Regions from separate parts of the Sus scrofa genome. Here region 1 is linked to region 2. The links are chromatin contacts, called in public HiChIP or PLAC-seq maps. All regions are on one chromosome and are shown on one strand. The core of a region is the stretch at or near the end of the contact, and the rest is flanking DNA. Distances in the headings are between cores, read along the strand shown.

Evidence for each region. HiChIP or PLAC-seq counts read pairs in DNA pulled down with a chosen protein or histone mark.
Region 1: a contact with region 2 is called in an H3K27ac HiChIP or PLAC-seq map of alveolar macrophages. The contact joins the promoter of HSD17B4 here to the promoter of DMXL1 in region 2. A contact is called at or near these places in 1 of 5 promoter capture datasets (liver), 2 of 47 Hi-C or Micro-C datasets (heart right ventricle and liver) and 1 of 2 datasets of contacts at active chromatin or transcription factors (alveolar macrophages).

Annotation. Positions count from the first base shown.
Region 1 is chr2:123,312,207-123,314,906 of Sscrofa11.1, forward strand. HSD17B4 (hydroxysteroid 17-beta dehydrogenase 4) reads left to right here and starts at 1,277. Exons shown (of 24, transcript NM_214306.1): 1 at 1,277-1,403. The coding sequence starts at 1,346.
Region 2 is chr2:123,001,657-123,004,356 of Sscrofa11.1, forward strand. It overlaps DMXL1 (dmX-like protein 1), which reads left to right and starts at 1,421. Exons shown (of 46, transcript XM_021084665.1): 1 at 1,421-2,081. The coding sequence starts at 1,995.

The DNA of each region.
Region 1 (2,700 bases), core at 27-2,526, 310 kb after region 2:
TTTGTTTATTTCGGCACAAGTCTTAGCATGCTGTACTGTAGGTAAAGTTATACCACCTAATTTTGAATAGCTCAGGGACACCTTATTTTTCATCTGTAAACTTGTGCTTACTACCCCTAGGTGCTTAATAATATGACTATATTCAACCCCCAAAAGCAAAAGTTATTTAGAATCACCCCTGGACATTTTTTTTTTTTTTTTTTGTCCCTTGATATTTTGTGGCCAAGACTATTGCCCCAGAATCATACCCCTTCCCCTTCCTTGAATGGAAACCAGTTGCTCTAGTCTAAGTTTCAGGAGGAAGCTGCAAAGAGAAAAACAAGTACAGGTTAGAACAAACCAGGTGCCAGAGAACATTTGACTTCCAGTAGACTTTTAGCCTCATTATACATTCATTGCAATAGATTAGCACACTAAATGACACCTACCAGTGCTTTGTCCCTTGACAATTACCACAGCAACAATGGGAAAGGCCCATACGAAGACTACGAAGACTACGGAGGAGTGTTCTTTCAGTTCTGGATCCGAAGTACATCGATGTTCTTGGTTAAGTCATGACTGAGTATTCCTCCCACTTTTCCTAATTACCTCCCTTTTATCTCCATCGTCCTACATGTGTGGTGTCTCCATCTGAATTGGGTTTAGAAATTGATTTGTGACCTAAGTTTCCGCTTCTCCATTCTTTGGTGATTAAATAAAGCTCGTGCTGTTCCAGTTTCAACATCGATTTCATTATTGGCTGTGTGAAGCCAAGTGGAAAAAGAAAACCTTCCTGGCAGAAACAAGCGGTCTTGGCCAGTCTCAGACTCCAGGACCGGTAGAGTCAATCAATTCCATTTGGGATGTCAGCGTGGGGGCTCAGTACTTTGCATTTTTGACAGTTCCCAGAGGTCCATTCTGAGAAATCTTTTACCCATTGGTCAGAGTACCTCTACTTCTCAGGAGCTATTTTTGAAAGCTACTTAAGGATAGGGGCTGCATCCTCGCCAAGATCCAGAAAACGCTTGTTGAGTGAATGACAAAGGGACGGGTGAATGGATAAATACAAGGTCGGCCCAGTCAGCCATTTTACCACAAAGGTCCCATCAGCTCCCTTTACTTCCGCAGCAGAACTAGCCCTTTCAACCCAAGCCTCCTGGGCAGGGTCCAGCAGCGCCTGGAGGCACGGTGGACTACATTTCCCAGAGTTCCAAGGGATTGGCCGCGCAGGCGCACTTGGAAAAATACTACGTCACTCTCTTACCCAGAAACTGGCCGGTTAATGCCTTCGGCGCCGCTCCTCCTCGCCTCAGGTTTTCCCTGTCCGGCAGTGTGAGCTGTGCTGGTTCTTCTGCAGGCCGGACTTATGGCCTCGATGTTGAACTTCTACGGGCGTGTGGTGCTGGTCACCGGTGCCGGGGGAGGTAGGCATGCAAAGGTTGGAAGGCTGACGTCCGGGTCGCTCCTATCCCGGAGCACTCCTTTTCGGTCCCGCTGCTCTCGCAGCGGTGGCTGCGGTCTCAGCGTCGGGACTGCGGACAGCGGTGGCGGGGCAGCTAGCGGAGTGAGCGGCTGGATCCCCTGGGGGTGGTGGGAGGACGGACAACGACTGTCCTCCCGACGCCGAATCTGCTGAGGCGGGGGAGGTGGGGCTGGCCAGTCTTGAGTGGAGAGCCAGAAACTCCTGGTGCAGCCCCCACCCGTGTGGACTTCTCAGGGTTTAGGATCTTGCCTGAGGAGAGAGGCTTCGTTGGGCTGCGGGTTGCAGAACTAGGTGAAAGGTCTTTCAGGAGCTCATCCGTGAGTATCCATTGGGACTCTTCCTGCCAGTAGACTATCTAGGCCGCTTTAAGTCTTTTAAATGTGGTGGAAAAGCCGTCTGGGAGCTGCAGTCACCCCCGGTGTAGCAGATATGTCAGTCCCTTGCTTTTAAAAAGTCACTCATCCTTCCCTTTGTTGGATGATTTTAAGTTCTTTAGAGGGCCTTCCTTAAAAAGAAAAAAAAAAAAATCTGATTGGATTCCTCCTGGTTGGACTTTGTATGTATATCAAGCCAAGCACCATATTGACTAGTCCACTGGAGTCTTGGCGTGGGTTGTGAACTCAGTGCCTGATAAAGGACGTAATTGAGAGTGTCATGGGGACAGCAGGAGCTGAGGAGCAGAGGCCTTTTTGACATGGGCCAGATCTTCCTGTACTTCCGAAGCAAAATGGTGATTTGTTATGAGAAATAACCCTATTTTTAAAGGACAGAATTAAAACAAACCAGTCATACCCACGCGAATGCTTTGCGTTGAGGTTTTCTATTTTTACCACCAATACACGACCTCTCCGACCTCCAAGTGCAGGGATCTTGGTCTTAATTGATCCCCCACTGGTAGTGCCTTATGGATTTAATGAAGAATTAATTTGAATTGTATGTTAAAAATCACAAACAATGGAATTCTGTCAGTTAATTCATTTGTACCTTCACATCTCCATTAATAAAGTAAATTCTTATGCTTCTGTTCAGAAAAATGTCTTTAGTATTAGTTGGTAGCCAAGTATTTTGTACCTGTAGCTAAATACTTCATTCTAAAATGATCATTCATTCTAAAATGATCCGTTTTGGAAAAACATTTTGTTTACACTTTGACGGAATGGAAATAAGGAATGTGTCTCCTGTTTTAAATCTCTTTTGACAGTGAGTGATCCACACTATGAAATACATTTTACACCAAG
Region 2 (2,700 bases), core at 171-2,670:
TGTCTTAAAATTAAGGAGACTTTTCCCATGGTCATACAGCAAATGTGCACTCAGGAGTAAATCTCAGATTTCCTAACTGCTAGATTCCTTAGTTTCTTTTATTCTGTCATACCACTTGCACTTCAAAACCAAAAGATGGGCAGAACAGAATGAGTAAACATGTTAAACTTTGGGCTAGACACAAAATTTATATTGAACATAGAAAAATCATGGTTTAAGATTTTAAAAATGAAACTGACTTAAAGCAACATTAAATAAATCTGAATTAATAATTAAAACACAAACCCTAAACTGTAACTATGTGAGACCTCAATAAAACAGTTTTTTCTTTTTTAAAGACAAGTTTTCAATCCTTCACTTTTATGGGGATACTGGGATATAATAAGGGCGTTCATTTACAACTCTCAAATTTAAAATAGGGAGATGGCTCTCAAACTTATTTTTAGTTAATTTTTAAGTTGCAAAAAAAAAAAATTATGTTCCTCGGAAAAAACTTAGGGAAAGTAAAAACAAAATTACTAGTACTCCTCCCATCCAAGTATTAGTGTGAAGTTTTTTGGGTTTTGTTCCCATTTTTTTTTTTTCACCAAAAGAAAAGTGTATGAAATCAAAATCAATTTGGCATTAAAAAAAAGCAACTACTCTTTTTAGGTGGGGAGCTGCTATTTATGTCTACTCATTTAACGTTTTCTGAACTCCTACCTTGGAAATGGCACTGCACTAGACACGTGGGATACAGGTCAGTTTGTCCCTGAGAGGCTCATGGTACATGGGAGAAGACGTAAACAAATGTTTATCAATAATAATACAAAACTGTCAAAATGCAATTAGAGTTGAGTCTCAAAGTTTGTGAGAGGCCGTGACACTAATCATATTGGAATTCTTAGGTTTTTTTCCCAAAACACCATCTCAACGTGGGCCGGTGTAGTATTATTACCAGCACTACTTCAAAACGAATGTTAAATTAAATTTAGTACTTAGCAAGGGTCGAAACCTCCCCCAGTTTTTCTTTCTAGCGAACTGGAAACGCGCTCGACCAGAGTTAACTCTGCGCTGAGACGCCTCTAGTTTCACCTTCACTTGGCCAAACTCGCGGGCCGCTTAAGGCAGCGGTGCTTGTTGGGACTTGTAGTCTCTACCAGGACCAAGACACTGCAACTGCATTTGTAATACACTTCTCCCTTTTAACTTTCTGGCCCAAAAGTCAGATCAAGCCCTAAACGAAAGCATAATCTGACAACACTCAGTTTATTCAAGGCTCTCTATGCTTTTGCTAGGCTTCTTACATTGAATATTCAAACGCACGACGTCGCTCACAAGCCTCAAAGAGATTGGTCTATCCTCAGTGGTGGGCGGAGCCTTGGGTGAACGGGAGCTCAGGATTGGCCAATATTTCACTCAAAGAGGTGTTTTCCACTTGCGGACCCGTATACTGTGGCAGGAATAAATTCTTTACTGCAGTATTCCTCATAGCCGCGAGAAATCTCGCGATATTTCGGCCGAAAGGCCTTAGGGACGCGTAGAGAGCAGCGAAGGCCAGTGGGGGTGGTAGGCACCGGAGCCGGGAAGGGCTAGGTCTGGTGGTGAGGGAGAGCGCGTGCTGCTTGCGCCACTGGGGCTCGGTCCCAGCCGGCCAGCCACAGTCCAGACTGAGTGTCGCGGACGGCGTGGCCTTCCTGGCCGGTGGGTCGGCTCGGGGTCGCGGCGGCTGGGTCAACACTGAGCATCACCTGGGCCCTCGCGGGCTGTGACAGGTGCGCGGACGCGCGGTGCTCCTCCCGCTTGCCGGCCCGCCCCCTCCCAGACTCGCCCGCGGGGGCTCGGGATGAGCTGCGGGCAGTGGCTGAGTGGCTCCGGCTCCTGGCGCCTGTCGCTGCCGCCGTCGCCTCCCAAGCCCGGCCGCCGCCCGTGAAGGAAAGAGGGAGGGAGGAAAGCGGCAGCTGGCCCTGGGCATGAGCGGGAGGCAACGTCCGTTGCTGGACTAAGACGCCGACATGAACCTACACCAGGTGCTGACCGGGGCTGTGAACCCTGGCGACCACTGCTTCTCCGTGGGCAGCGTCGGCGACCAGCGATTCACGGTGAGTGAGGGAGGCTCTCGCGTCGCCCGCGGCGAGTCCGCGCCCCTGAGTCAGCCGGCCTCGGCCCAGAATGCCAGGCAGAGGCCGAGAAAGCCTCGTCTCCCTCACGAGGGTCCCCACATCCCCAACGAAGGTTCCCGCCCTTTACGGCGGCGAACCTGGCATTTGAGGACCAAGGAGGCAGAAACCCTTGTACCGACTGAACTCGGAAGTTAGAGTGTTTTGTAGTTTTTTTTAAAGTTTTTCATCTGACGTCTTCGGGCTGGTTTACCAAAGTCGTTTATCCAGGAATCATTGCTGTGTAATGTTGTCAAGTTTAGGAATAGTTGGGATTGGTTTCAGTTCTTACTCTAAAGGTCAAGTATCTTTGTAGTTGAAAAAGAGTGTGTGCCTTAAAAACACAGTTACTAATTGTTTGCTATCAACTAGCGCTGGGTAAAATATAGTGAAAAACAGTGCTTTTCATTTGCTTTCCTTTAAATTCACTGAAGGATAACTGGAAAGAAAAAAATATTTTTTGTAAATAGTTCACTCCTGCCATCTTTTGAATATCGTACAGTTGAGTAGTCCTGGGAAACTTTTATTTTAGATTGTTCGTATTAATTACTAAAAGTTGAAT